Linked DNA regions of Triticum aestivum: region 2 is linked to region 1. The links are chromatin contacts, called in public Hi-C maps. All regions are on one chromosome and are shown on one strand. Each heading gives the region's core, a stretch centred on a gene start, on an enhancer-like site or on the middle of the called end of the contact. The rest is flanking DNA. Distances are from core to core; before and after follow the strand shown.

Evidence for each region. Hi-C and Micro-C count contacts between places; a contact is called where the count stands out from the background.
Region 2: a contact with region 1 is called in a Hi-C map of leaf, with 5 times the contacts expected there. The contact joins the promoter of LOC123103067 here to the promoter of LOC123103062 in region 1. A contact is called at or near these places in 3 of 5 Hi-C or Micro-C datasets (all in leaf).

The regions. Positions count from the first base shown.
Region 1 is chr5A:307,437,973-307,445,515 of IWGSC CS RefSeq v2.1, forward strand. LOC123103062 (cytochrome c-type biogenesis ccda-like chloroplastic protein 1) reads left to right here and starts at 3,010. Exons shown (of 12, transcript XM_044524548.1): 1 at 3,010-3,269; 2 at 3,365-3,445; 3 at 3,544-3,599; 4 at 3,984-4,111; 5 at 4,219-4,304; 6 at 4,397-4,428; 7 at 4,654-4,815; 8 at 5,077-5,149; 9 at 5,257-5,397; 10 at 5,766-5,858; 11 at 6,021-6,067; 12 at 6,866-7,157. The coding sequence starts at 3,170. The coding sequence ends at 6,967.
Region 2 is chr5A:307,766,358-307,773,077 of IWGSC CS RefSeq v2.1, forward strand. LOC123103067 (protein LEAD-SENSITIVE 1) reads left to right here and starts at 1,631. Exons shown (of 2, transcript XM_044524554.1): 1 at 1,631-2,032; 2 at 3,141-4,424. The coding sequence starts at 1,936. The coding sequence ends at 4,087. LOC123103065 reads right to left here. Exons shown (of 12, transcript XM_044524553.1): 9 at 6,617-6,718; 10 at 6,316-6,380; 11 at 5,717-5,798; 12 at 4,376-4,529. The coding sequence ends at 4,524.

The sequences.
Region 1 (7,543 bases), core at 1,760-4,259:
GCGGGGGCTTGCTGGCGGGCGGCGGTGAGGTGGGGGCTCTGGGCTAGGGCTTTGCGGTGGCAAATCAGGCGGCGGCGGTGGGGTGGGGGCTTGGGGTGGCGGCTTGGTGTCAGGCGATGGTGGGTTGGGGGCTTGGGGCGGGGGCTTCGCGGTGGCGAATCGACAGAGGCGGTGGGGTGGGGGCTCGGGGCGGGGGCTTGGTGGCGGGCGGCGATAGGGTGAGGGCTCGGGGCGGGGGCTTGGCGGTGGCGAATCAGATGTCGGTGCTGGAGAATCGAGCGGCGACAACGGTGGCGAATCGAGCCCGATTCGAGGCGGGCTGTGGCGACGGAGTCACGGAAACGACAGCGGGATTGGTTGGCGGCCGGATCTAGCACGGGACGACGGTGGCGTGGTGAGTGGGTGGGCGGGCGATGGTCGGAGGAAGAAGACGCACAATGGGGAGAAAAGAAATAAACAACAGTTGGCGTGCGACCAACCGTTTTACATCACCTGCAGGTGGAGATGCAAATTTGCATCTCCAGGTGTTGTATTTTACATCATTTAGCCAGGTGATATTTTTTTTACATCTACATCATTTATTAGAGGTGGCTTTTTGATCTCAAAGATGCAAAAGTTAGTTAGTTAGTTTTTCACCGAGAGGGCACCTCTTGCATCCATGGGCATATGCACCCACTTTTCAAAAAAATGCACTTTAAACACATTTTAAGAAGTCAAAAAATTCAAAAGAAAATTTCACGTATACATGTTCGCAAATGTGTGTGCAGCACAAAAATATTTTTTTTGTTTTGTCTCTGTAAAAAAGACAAATTTCAGTGCTTCTAAATAGCGTTTCACGACATAATTTTTTGTCTTTTTTGCACATGCCATAAAAAAAGTTATTTTTCTGGAAAAATTTATGCACACACATAGAACATGGAGACGTATCCGTGCAACCATTTTCAGATTTTTTTTTAGCATTTAGAAATATGTTTTCCGAAGTGGGTTCATATGTACCCAGGTTTATTCATGCACTTCCCGTTTTTCACCTACATTTTCTATTGGAGATGCTCTAAAGGCAGAAGGCACGATCTTACTGGTATAGTATGCAGGCAAGCAGAGCACTTTTGTTTGCTGAAGCACCCTTTCTAACCGATTTATAAATTGGCTCATAAGTATAAGACAACCTGTTGTTTATTTATTTAAGCATTAATAAAAACATTAACCGTAGCATGCAGTAAATTAAGCGGGTTTTTTTTTGCGAGAGCAGTAAATTGATCGGTTAATTATTGACTGTGCAGCATATAGTGTAGTGGCAAAGGATGTTACAAAAATGGTGCACGTCGTGCTGTTAGTGTCAAGTGAAAAAAAAGCATAAATGGGCCAAAAAAAGCCCTCCACAACCCCCAAACCACGAGAGGCCAAAAAATCATGGGAGCTTAGTAACTATAGTAACTACTCCCATGTTTTTTCACCAGCCACGCAACACGCTTATGAGAAAACTAATCATGTATACATTTCTCTGGAGTAGGTAGATACGAGCGTATTCATGAGAAATGTTTTTTCACCAGCCACGACCCATTAGTCAAGTAAGAGCAATTTTAATAGGGTGACCCATTTCGTCCGCGGTCATTTGTTTGGATCGACGTGGATAGAAGACGGTGCAACGCGTTGATCTAAACGGATACGCGTTCGTTTTTTGTCCGTGAGCGACCCATTTCCGACACATTTTTAAGCCTGATTTGTATCGGTGCGGACACGCGACGGACGCGCGCGCTCGCCTACTCTTGTCCTCGGGCCCGCTGGTCTATGGCACATTGGCCTCCTCTCTCACCTTCCGGCCATCAAGCAACTCTCGCCCCGCCTCCTCCGTCATCGGCGTCGCCGCCCATTTTTGCCGGCGACTCTTCCAGCTGCCGTCGCCTCCACATCCGCCTAGCAACGCCGCCCCTACCCCTAGTCGCCCGCCGTCGCCGTTTTGTCGCCGGAGAGCAAACTGGTTCCCGTCGCCGCTTCCCCCACCGCACAACCGCCCGCGACCAAGAAGACGCCCGCTAGCTGGTCTGTGGGCGCCGCGTCTCCCCTTGTCGGCCGTCTCTTTCTTCGACGTCGCAAGCTATTCGACAGTTTGTCAAGGTACGAAAATGGACTCCGCCGACGAGTTCTGTTTTCACAATTTCCTTTGCGACTCCGACGATTCGTCGTCCGACGACGAGGAGGAGATATTGGCTGCCGTGTTGGTCCATCACCACCTCAACAACCAACGACCGTTATTCAGTGGCTCCATTTCGGGCCACCTTCCGGTTTTGAATCGTAACCGAGAGAGCGGGCATTTCCTTCTCTGGAAGGACTATTTTGATGCAACAAACCCGTTGTTCAAACATCATAAATTCCGCTGCCGGTTTCGTATGAGTAGGCATGTTTTCAACTATATTAGAAAAGGAGTGGTCGGCTATGATGACTACTTTGAATGCAAAGAGGATGCCATCGGCAAGATTGGTTTCTCCTCTTATCAGAAATGCACTGCCGCCATCCAAATGCTTGCATATGGAGTGCCTGATGATCTCATTGACAAGTACGTCCGTATGAGCGAGTCCACATGCCTAGAATCACTGTATAAGTTCTGCAAGGCTGTGATTGCTGTGTTTGGCCCTGAGTATTTGAGAGAGCCGATAGCTGAAGACATGCGTGATTGAGAAACTCACGTGCAACTGCAAAATGATTTGGTTGAGTATATGTGGACTCATGTTGGCAACCAATAAATGTATCTTCTTTTATTCGTTTGCAAAACTATGTGAAACATTTTTATTTGTATTTGTCTTGTAAAAGTTTACCATTTATTTGGGCGGTTAAACTATTTTGCTTGTTATTTCATTTCACAATATGTTTGAATGCAAATCAATGTAAAATTGGGTGGCCAGCCGGCCATGCCTATACATTTGGGTTGGCATGTTGAGCGTGCTGCCGACCCATATAAACGGACGCCGGACGGACGGTCGACCCAAATGGACAAAAAAAATCGCTATCCGTTTGGATCGGCAGTTGCTCTAACTCTCCAGAGCGTGAACCAGACACGCAACACGCTTTTATCTCTTCTCTTGTCCACACGCTCACTTTATTCTCGGGCGACGCAGCCGAAAAACACTTTTTCTCCACTCTCCTCTGCTCGACAACATCCCGCCCTCCCGCCATGCTCTCCGTCGCCATGAGCACCCGCCCCGTGGTCTCCCGCCGCCCACACCTCCCAGCGCGAGCTGCTAACCCCACCCCATCCTCCTCGCCTACGACAGGTGTGTCTCCGCGCTTACCGCGTGTTCGTGCTTCCACTGGCACCCAATCTGCTGTTTTTATGTATATAATAATCACGTGAGAAAAACATTCGCAGAGACTCGTGGAGCCAGGCCGGGGGCCGTGGTGAGGCGGTCGCTCCTCCGCCCGCGCCCGATCGTGCTGTCATGTGTAGCCGGTACTAACCTGAAGCTTACCTTATGTGTACTTTTTTATCTCTTGCTGGCAACGTTTTCGATGCCATGGCTCTGAGAACACTGCTGTTTCTGCGTTCAGTGGGAAGTCTGGTTGCTGCTGGGGCTGCGAATGCTGCCGACCTCGGGGATTCTCTGGTGAGACAACATGGAGGGCCTTCAAATCTGTTTTGTTCTTATCGTTCCTGGATGCTTCCTCCTTGTTCTATAGAAGCTGTTAGTTTTAGGCATTAGCTAAAATCGAACTTTGACTGTCAATATCTACAAAGATATTTGGATTAACCCCGCGGAAAAAAAGAGAAAGATATTTGGATTGGTAGTGTAACACGTAGCCAATTTCATAAGCCGTAATCAGCACACCATGCATCAAAATCAATCAGTACGCTATTGCAAAGTGCTTCCAAACTATCTAGGCTATATCTGTGTTTCCTGTTTCTTGCTTGTTGCATCCCTTGGCAAACCTAAAAGGTAAAATCCTTCTTTACGTGGAGCGATCCCCCCAAACCATTTCTTGTTGTTCAGCTAGGATCATTGGGACTTCTCTTGGCTGACTTAGGCATCGGAGATTGGTTTGGAGGTTTATTGTTTTCAGCTGGGCAGCAAGCTAATGAGGCTGTTCTGGATCAGTTGTCTGCTCTCAGTTTCACCAGGTCAGCTTTCTTTCTCTGCAGTTAATTTGCTGTAGACACAGCATCCTTTAATTTTCTGCTTCCTATCCATACCTCTTTTCTTTCTGACCTTTTCCTCTATTCTCCAGCTTGGCAGTAATTTTTGGTGCTGGACTTGTAACTAGTTTGTCTCCCTGTACACTCAGTGTTCTGCCATTGACTCTAGGATATATAGGCAAGTATAGTGGCTATTCTGAAATGATCTCTTTGACCCAGAATTGGTTAGCACTAATGAATTGATATATCACATCTTTTAAAATCTTCCAGGTGCCTTTGGCTCTGGAAAAGATCGAGCTGAGGTAATTTAAGATAACTAAGCATATTCAGGTTTTGCGTGCCATAAAAGAACCAAAAGAAATTGGTAATGGTTATCTGTCAGAATATGTATGTGCAACATCGTTATCTGTCAGAATATGTATGTGCAACATCTAATCTGTACTAAGACGCTTACATGATTAGTTTGGCTCATTGATAGTCTGTATCATACCTGATACAAATTGAGTTGTTTTTGTTCTATCTAGTAGGTTGTTGGAAATTCAGTTGCTTTCTCATTAGGACTGGCAACAACCTTAGCCATCCTTGGTGTTGCTGCTTCTTTTGCTGGAAAGGCTTATGGGCAAGTAGGACAAGGACTCCCAGTGGCTGCTTCTGGGTTAGGAATCGTCATGGGACTGAACCTACTTGAGGTAAATCACAAACCAAAAGGAAAATTCATAAACTGGGGCATGTTAATCAATTTATCTTTCTACCATGCAGTCTTAAAGCCAAATCGATTAGGAGTTGATTTCATTGTGGTTTCTTTTTTCCTTAAATAATTGTAAAAACATAATCACAGTGGTAATTCCTTTCGTTGAAATTTAAGTTTCTGCTATTGCTTCTGTAATAATATTAGGTATAAGCACACTACCCTAATCCATTTTCTTTTCTGATTATGTTGTATCCGACAGGTAGTTGAGCTACAACTTCCCTCATTTTTCAGCGATTATGATCCTCGAGCTGCTGCAGCTAACTTGCCTTCCAGTGATGTTTCTTGACACTATTTTTTATTTCTTCCCTATATATGTCATTATATTTCTTTTAATCAGTCAGTAATATCTTGCTTTTTCCTAACTGTATTTGGTTGTCAGGTGTACAAGCATATCTTGCTGGCCTTACATTTGCATTAGCAGCATCACCTTGCAGTACACCTGTTCTTGCTACCCTTCTGGGATATGTTGCCACTTCAAGAGTATGCATATACTCCCTCCGTTCCGAATTACTTGTCGCGGGTATGGATGTATCTAGATGTATTTTAGTTCTAGATACATCCATTTCTGCGACGAGTAATTTGGAACGGAGGGAGTAACAGGATATATAAGTTGCCTCAGTACTTTATTACGTAGCTTAAAGCTCAAATGCAGAATTATTTTAATTTTTGTGATAGACTTTAATAGTTTAATTAGTAAAGTTAGTAATTCGCCATGTGATTCACATTTGTTTAAACTCTTCGCTTTCCAATCTGTGTTACCGTACTTTAATATGCTTGGTTAATCTTTTGACATAGTAGTGAACATGTAGTATCGGCTTCCTCCAGCTTATTCCTTCTCTTAAATGATGATGAAGTCTGGTAACTACAACTTCAACGTTCTCCTGTCAGGATCCAATTGTTGGGGGAAGTTTGTTGTTGACATATACAACTGGCTATGTTGCACCTCTTCTCATTGCAGCCTCTTTTGCTGGAGCATTGCAGGTATATATATAGAAATTATTAAGTACAGATAAGATAGTACCAGCAAAAACTAACTTCTAGTTGCTCTTGGACTTCATGAACATCATCATTCTAATAGATCAACCACACATGTTTTTTCTACTTTTGAGTTATGATGGCTGATTAGTTAATTGCCTTCTACAGAGTTTGCTGTCATTCAGAAGATATTCCACATGGATAAACCCCATCAGGTATCTACTTCTTAGTTTTTAGTTCTTACTGTGTCTTGTTTTTCTTTTCTGTTGAGTAAATATTTAACTCTACATGAACTCGCATCATGTACTTTTTGGTCAAGATTCTAAAATCAACTCTCATATTGGTGAACTTAATTTTGTGCATCAAATTGTCAACTTTAACCATATGTGTCCAATTCCTTGTACAAATACAGCGGATATACTTCACAATGCTAAATTACTAACTAAATCCATTCCTGGACTAGCTATGTAATTAAATACTTATGTACACTGTATATTGATTGCCAATTACCAACACATGATAACTGACATATGTAAGAAATAGCTACCCCTTTTTCTTTGGAGGTGAACATTTAAAGCATTTACATTAACTATCTATGTATCCTGTATATTGATTGCCCAGTAACAACACACGATAATTACCCTATGTAAGAAATCGCTAGTCCTTTTTCTTTGGAGGCGAACATTTAATCTACCTTTATTTTACAGATATCAAGCATATTTTGTTTTATACAATTTCACTATCTCAGCTCAGGACTTACAGTTACACTTTTTGTCTTTCTTTTTGGGAAAAGATAATACATCAAACCTACCCTTTTATTCTCCTCTAGAATACTGCTTTTTCCAAAGTACTGTTCTAAACTTATACCAAAAATGGCGCCATTCCTATTCCTCACAGAGGTTCTAACCAAGATCCTATTGTCGAGGAAAATATCCTCAGAAAAATACCAAGAATTCCTTTTAAATTGTATTTTCTATTTGTAGAAATGCATTGCACTAACATTTGCTTGGCAGTGGTGCATTTCTATTGGGTGGAGGTGTTTATACCCTACTGGACAAGCTGTTCCCTGCGACATCAATGGTGATGTGAACTGTAGAGTTGTAGGCCATTGCTGAACAAGAGCCGCTAGACAAGGATCACCATTGTTGCACATGCCAACATGTCTTGCGATGTAAAGTAGCTAAACATAAATGGCAAGGAAGTAGCATCAGTTATTTCTAGCTTTTATAGGAATGCAAATATGTTTACGGTAACTTAAACATCTTGATCTCAGCAGTCCACAGAAAAGTTTGAGGTTTGACCCCATTCCCTTCAGGGACCCAAAAGAAAACAACAACACGATAAGTAAATATCTACATGCCCATCTACTATGTATGAACTTGATACTACTCCCTCCGTAAACTAATATAAGAGTGTTTAGATCACTAAAATAGTGATCTAAACGCTCTTATATTAGTTTACAGAGGGAGTATATGATTTGTGCAGTTACCTCAGCAGGTTTTGTTACAGGGGACATCAGCACAGAATCATTCTGTTTTTTACAACCTGCAATAATCAAATCACAGAGAAACATAATACTCCAACTTGAATGGGCTCCAACTTAAACCAGCCTGCTCCAAATATGTGACTAGGTGCTTCCCTGTTTACAGCTCCATAATTCATGCAGGACTTAACATGAACTGAGTAGGAAT
Region 2 (6,720 bases), core at 381-2,880, 330 kb after region 1:
ACTTCGGCTCCAGCCCAAGAAGGCCCAGAGGAAATTGCGGTCTCCGATTGAAAACAACTCCTTTTCTGGCACTGCAGATGCATAAATGGAGATTTTGACCAACTTGAAGTTGCACTTTTACAACTTTTGGCTTGGGAATTCGTCGAGCTATTTGGCTTTGGGGTTCAGTTTAGGAAATGGGGTGTCTTGATCATGACTTGAGCTTGTCCTTTGCCTCCCAACTATACCCTTTTAATAGTGCATGAGCACTACTAGTCAAGAACAAAAAGGAAGGTAAACTAGCTATCCATCACAAAGTTCTTCAAGATATGGTAAAATGTCAATTTTTTCTCTCCATCATGCCTTTCATAAACCCGAAATATCTAACATGACGTTAATCAAATATGCTAGAATATGAATTTTTTTCGTTTCACAATTCCGTTTGACCAATTAAGGCAAATGTTGAGACATTCTCTCACGAGTAATACCATGTCCTCACATAATGAGTTGAATTCATTTGATAAGTACTCTCCACTACGATCTGAATGAACTCGTTTGATTTGATTTTCAAGCTAATTTTTATTTTTGTATATTGCAAAGTAGTGTAGAGCCTTATCTTTAGTTTTGAACAGATACAAGTAGCAAAATCTAGTGAAATCATCTATCAACGCCATTAAGTATATTTTTTTTCACCTTTGTGAACACAATATTGATTTTACATAGATCAGAATATATAAGGCCCTTCGCAGTGCTTCATGGTGTGCATGTGTTAAGCATGCCACATAAGCAAAAAATTAACATGGTAAAGCAATTAAGGAGGATAGAGAGCACTTTGATAACTGAGAAGAAACAATGCTAAGTGCGCAAATCTGCACAAAACACTTAAATAAAGGAAGTTCACCAATACATGAGAGAATTTAGTTTTTTTGTGAGGTTGGAGAGAATTTAGTTGTTAAATAATTAAACAAAGAAAGCTTAGGTACAACAAGTTAAGCATATACACATCGCGGACTTTAGTTGTTAAACACTTCAATGAGTTTAGCATCTCATCTAAGCACTTGTGCATTAGAAGAGACCTAAGCTTCAAGGGTGTCAAATTCATCTTACCCGTAGATAATAGACCTGTGCGGCGCAAGGTTGCATATATATCACACAACCTTGACATTTAGAGCGCCTTTCCAAAGTAAAACTCACGATTAAACGTATTTTAGCAAAGTCAGGTTGACAACTAAAATTACTTTTGTAAATATAAAAATAAAAATATTTTTGGAAAAAATACTCTCTTCATTTATTTTTGGAAAAAATACTCTCTTCATAAAGAAGCGTATGAATGAAAAGGTGATTGCGCTTAGTCCTGGCCATGGGCAGCCCGACCCAAAAAAGCCCGACCCGGCCCGGCCTGACGCTGCGCCCGGGCTAGGCCTGGGTCTAGGTTTTGAGCCGAAGGTCAGGCTGGGCCTGGGCCCGCTGTTTTTGCGCTTTACTGGAAAGGCCCGGCGGACTTTTGTAGTGGCGGGTCAGGCTTGGGTCTGAAAAGTAGACCCGACGACTGGGCCAGGCCAAGCTCGGGCCTGAGTTTTCTACCTCGGGCTTGGTCAGGCCCGGCCCGGCGGATGGCCAGGTATAATTTGCGGAAACACCAAGCAGTCCCGGCCCGAGAGAGAAAGAGAGTCGTGGTGGTCGCGGTCGCGGGCACGGACGCGGGAGCAACGGCCGCTTTCCTCGTGCCCTTGCTTCCTTCCTAACCTAACCAAGCAACCAGCCCTAACCGATTGCCGTCTCCATCCGCGTTCATCCACCCAGGGCATCCTTTGCCGCTAAGCAAGCCACACCTCGGGTTCGAGGCGGCGAGGGTTTGCGCGACGAGGATGACTGTAATGCTCTGGCCCCGGTGATCTCTGCCGTTTCAGATTGGGGAACTCGATTTCGATTTCGACCCCAGTGCTGGATTCGTCGATGGTGGGGGTGCTGTCGAATCGGGTGGGCCGGGAGGCCCTCGCCGCCGGGGATCACATCTACTCGTGGAGAACCGCCTACATCTACGCCCACCACGGTCGGTAATCCCCTCATTCTTCTCCCCCCAACCAATCTCCCCTAACTATATCTGTCAATTGGTTCGTTGGTTGGCCGAGGATTAATTAAGCACCCCGCCACCATTAATCTCACGCCTGGTCCTCCGGGGTCACCTTGAAGACGCCCTGCAACAATAGATGTTAGGTTTGCCGGCTACAGATTGCGACGGGGGTCTGGGCTGCCCCCCTGTTGAGGAAATATTTCCGTCAAATGACGGTCACCTTGAAGACGCCCTGCAACAATAGATGTCCTCATCTCTGAATCAGACTATTTGGCGGCCTCCGTCTGCAATGCCTTTTACCTAAATGGGGACTTACGTTTGCCGGCTACAGATTGCGACCGGTGGCTGGGCTGGCCCCCGTTGAGGAAGATTTTCCTCAGTGATGAGGAGGGTTGTTCCCAATAACCATGATTTTGCAAGTGTTGCCCTTCAGCGAAGGATCGGCTCATTCTCGCTTTGCCGAGTGCGTCTGGGTTCATCAACTGTGGATGCCTATGCTTCAGCGCAGCATGATTGGCCACCTTTCCAGCGGCACCAGCACCAGCACCACTGGAGGCGGGCGCGGATGTGAATTCAGAAGGGGAGCACTTGAGTTTTCGACACCATGGTAATCATACTCTGGGATCTCCTCTGCTATGTGGGATGTGGCATCAAGGATCCCAGTGAAGTGAGCACTCAGCTCAGGCTGGCGCGAAGGGGTTGGCAAGTTTTATGTGACTCAGATACAGCAGAAGTTGTGCGCATGGTTGTTCAATCTGGTTAAGAATCGACTGCAAGCTTTGGCCATCCTGTACATTTGTAATTTGGCTTTCGACCGCTTTCTATGTAATACAAAGGCCTGCAAAGCTTTTGCCATTTGTTAGACTAGTGGGCTTTGAATAGCATCTTATAGATTAATATCTTCCTTCTCAAGCCGCATTTCGCTCACGCAAGTGCTGCCTATGCTTCCTAGTTTTCGCCATGCATACGCTCCTTACTGCAATACTTGTTCGTGATGTCCTCTTGACTTGTTTGCTTGTACACATGTGCTAATATGTTGTCATGTATAATACAGTAGTACTGACTAGTTTGATATTCCATTTTTCAGGGATATATGCTGGAGATGGAATGGTCATCCATTTTACGAGAGCGGTTGGACATGAAATTGGGACAGGAACATTCTTAGACAAGTTTCTGTTCAGCTCATCGCCGACTACGGCGGATGGCCCTCCTTGCGAGAAATGTGGGCACCTCATCAAGCCTCAGGGCGTCATAATGTCCTGTCTCGATTGCTTCCTGGACGGGGGCAGTCTCTACCTCTTCGACTATGCTGTGTCGCCCCCTTTCTTCCTCGCCAAAGCGCGTGGAGGAACGTGCACTATGGCACTCTCTGACGCTGCTCAGCTTGTTGTCCACCGTGCCAAACACCTCCTCAACAATGGCTTTGGCATGTATAGCCTGTTTAAGAACAACTGTGAGGACTTCGCGATATACTGCAAGACAGAGCTGCTCGTCGAGACTGCTTACAGCGTTGGGCGCAGTGGGCAGCTGGCGTCCCTGACGGCTGCGTTCAGTGCGGTGGCTTCTTCGCCGCTGCGTTTCCTGACAACTAGTGCTAGTGGTCTGGCAATTGTGACAAGCGGCATGTACTGCGTGGGGCGATATGTGTCAGACATGGGTGTTCGCCGTGATGTGATCAAGGTGCCTGTGGAAAGGCTTGTAGAGCACTGGGTGAACAATGTCACTCCTGCTCTTCCTCAAGGGGCCACCCAGGCGGAGACTGCAACACCAGGAGGCTTGCCTGAGCTACCAGAGGAAGGGGAGCTTGCTAAAACGGCAACACCAGGAGGCTCGCTGGAGCTACCAGGAGAAAGCGAGCTTGCTAAAACGGCAACACTAGGAGGCTCGCGGGAGCTACCAGGGGAAGGCGAGCTTGCTAAAATGGCAACACCAGGAGGCTTGCCGGAGCTACCAAGGGAAAGCGAGCTTGCTAAAACGGCAACACCAGGAGGCTCGCTGGAGCTACCAGGCAAAGGGGGACTTGCTAAAAAGTAAAGTGTTATTTAGCTGCGGTATTGTCGTTCGTTGATTTGGCTTTGTGAGGATTGCTGCTCAATTCCCTTATCTGTGTGTTCCACGCAATTCTTCATGCAAATTAATCTACCTCTGAAAGAGGTTGGTCGATCTGGGTGTGACGATTTGCTGCTTAATCCACTTATTAAGCTTGTTGCCCGAACTTGTTCATGTAAATTAATTTACCTCTGAAAGAAGTAGCAATGCGTCCACTTTGCTTGTATGTAATGTTATGATGTAAGGTGCAAACTTCTAGCCAAGATTTGTCTTGGCACAAATTTGAATCAAACCATGTGATGTCATATATTTCTTGGTTCCATCATAATATCCATTGTTTTGTGTGCTCTTCCCCTTCCACAAGTATCCACTGGAGTTTCTGGTGCTTCCTGAAGCCTTTTCCTCGCAATAATGTCTAGTATCACCTCTGTTCCGAATCGTAAGATGTTTTAGATATTTTAATATGGACTACATACGTGCTGAAATGAATGAACAAGCACACCAAACACGTTTTTCAAACAAAAAAACACAAACACATTTATATACATGTGATTCAGAAAAAGTTTTGAACATCTCATAATTCGGAATGGAAGGAGTAACTCTTATGTTCTATCATCGTACTATTCATGAATTCCTTCCCCAACTTGTCGAATAAGCTAGCATGTCCTTTCTCAGTTGCAGTTTTATAATGCTACATATATTGATCATTATGTTATTTACAGCATTTTCTAAAATGTCACACAGGAATGTTATGGAGAGGATTCTCCTTGCTGCAGTCTACACCGTACTAATTGTGGCTACTTTTTATCCTCGGTAATAACTCCAGAACTTCCGTAAGTTTCTCCAATATTCGATCGACAAAATTAGGATAGAGTTATAAACTGATCTATCCATATTCAACTGTGTGTGTTTCTTTTTTCAGTTTTTTTCTCACACGTATATTCCTAGGATAACTTCCTTTGGATCAGTCTCTATCATCCATGAAGGCCTGCCAATCCAAGTGATATAACTATGTCAGCTAACATTAACATTACGAGTTAACCACTTATATTGTGAAATTGGGTAGAGGAAATCACTTGTTCATCACGAAATTTGTTGTTCCTTGGGACGCACGCTCAAGAAGCAGCTTCCTTGATTCAATTGCTATTCCCTCTGGCTGCATTACAAATAATTGAGATGATCTTAGAAAGTACTCCCTCCGTAAAGAAATATAAGGCCTCATTCGGTTTGAAGGATTTTTGTAGGAAAAACATAGGAACAAGGATTCCGGAGGAAATTTTCCTATATATGCATTCGGTTTGTAGGAAATGCGTACAGGAATTTCATAGGAAACCTACTCATTTCCTGTGTTTTTGGAGGAAACTACACATCCACTCAAAGCTCATTTTGCGCGTAAGAACGAGGCAAGTCAAATCCTTAGGATGGCAAGTCCCATCCTATCAAATTCCTATACTACTCCTAATTCCTACGTTTTGATTACTACTTTAGTGATCTAAACACTCTTATATTTCTCTACAGAGGGAGTATGAATTAAATTCTCTTATTTTTTGTGAGGCGCGAAGGAATTTGTTGCAACTATTCCATTAGTTTTCCTTCTATCGGAGCACTACTCACCTCTTCCGGAAACCAAACACCTGGTTGCGTGCTTCCCTCCAGAACTGCTTGAACAAATGCAGCCGTTGAATGGCCCACCGATCTGCAAGTCCAACATAAGATGCTTAGATGAGATGTAGATAGATTGACCAGAATAATATTGGGTACTTCCGAACTGAAAAGTAACACCAGGACTTGTAAAATGAGCCATACAGTAAATATTGCTTAAATCTCGAGTATAAATTCCTAGGATTTGAGTTGTAAGTTCTGAGTATAACTTTTTCTGACAGTTGTGTTGTAACAGGTATTGCATAAAATTCTGCATCGATCATTTCAAGTATTAAGAACAGATAAAGAAATCTCATTAGGTAGATAATCTCTCAGTTTAAATAGGCATGATTATAGAATTGTTTCCACCTAAAGCAGTTTTGAAACCAATGGAAACTCTTGAATGCCGACTATAATTTCCTGGGACTCTGCTTTATTTGGAGGAAATTAATGTTAGGCTCAACACAGTCGATGGGAAAATAATCTGATAGGCGGAAATAACTAATGGTAAATATCAATTAGGTAACGGATTTTGAGCATGCTCAATTGCTCATCCAGAAATGTGCACTTACACAGATAGTTTTCTATGAGAAAATAATCCAATAGTATTTCGGCCATTCGAACACTCCAAGTCTACCTGCACAAACAAAATAAGTTTGATCCAACAATAGTCATCAGTAGTTTCGCGTACTGCTCTGGACACAGCTTCAGTGGAATTAGTATGCTCTTACTACAGACACTACGTGAGTACTAGTATGCTCTTACTGTAGACACAACTTGAGTAGAGTAGTATGCTCTTACTGTAGACACTACTTGAATAACATTACAATGACTTGAATATAATGCTGAAATAGAGATAAAGGAAATACTTACTCTCATGGACACACGCTCTCCTACAATGCCATCAATGGCTCGAACAAGGGGATCAATTTCTTTAACCAACTTTCCAACCTTATCTTTATCCCTTAACAACTCCT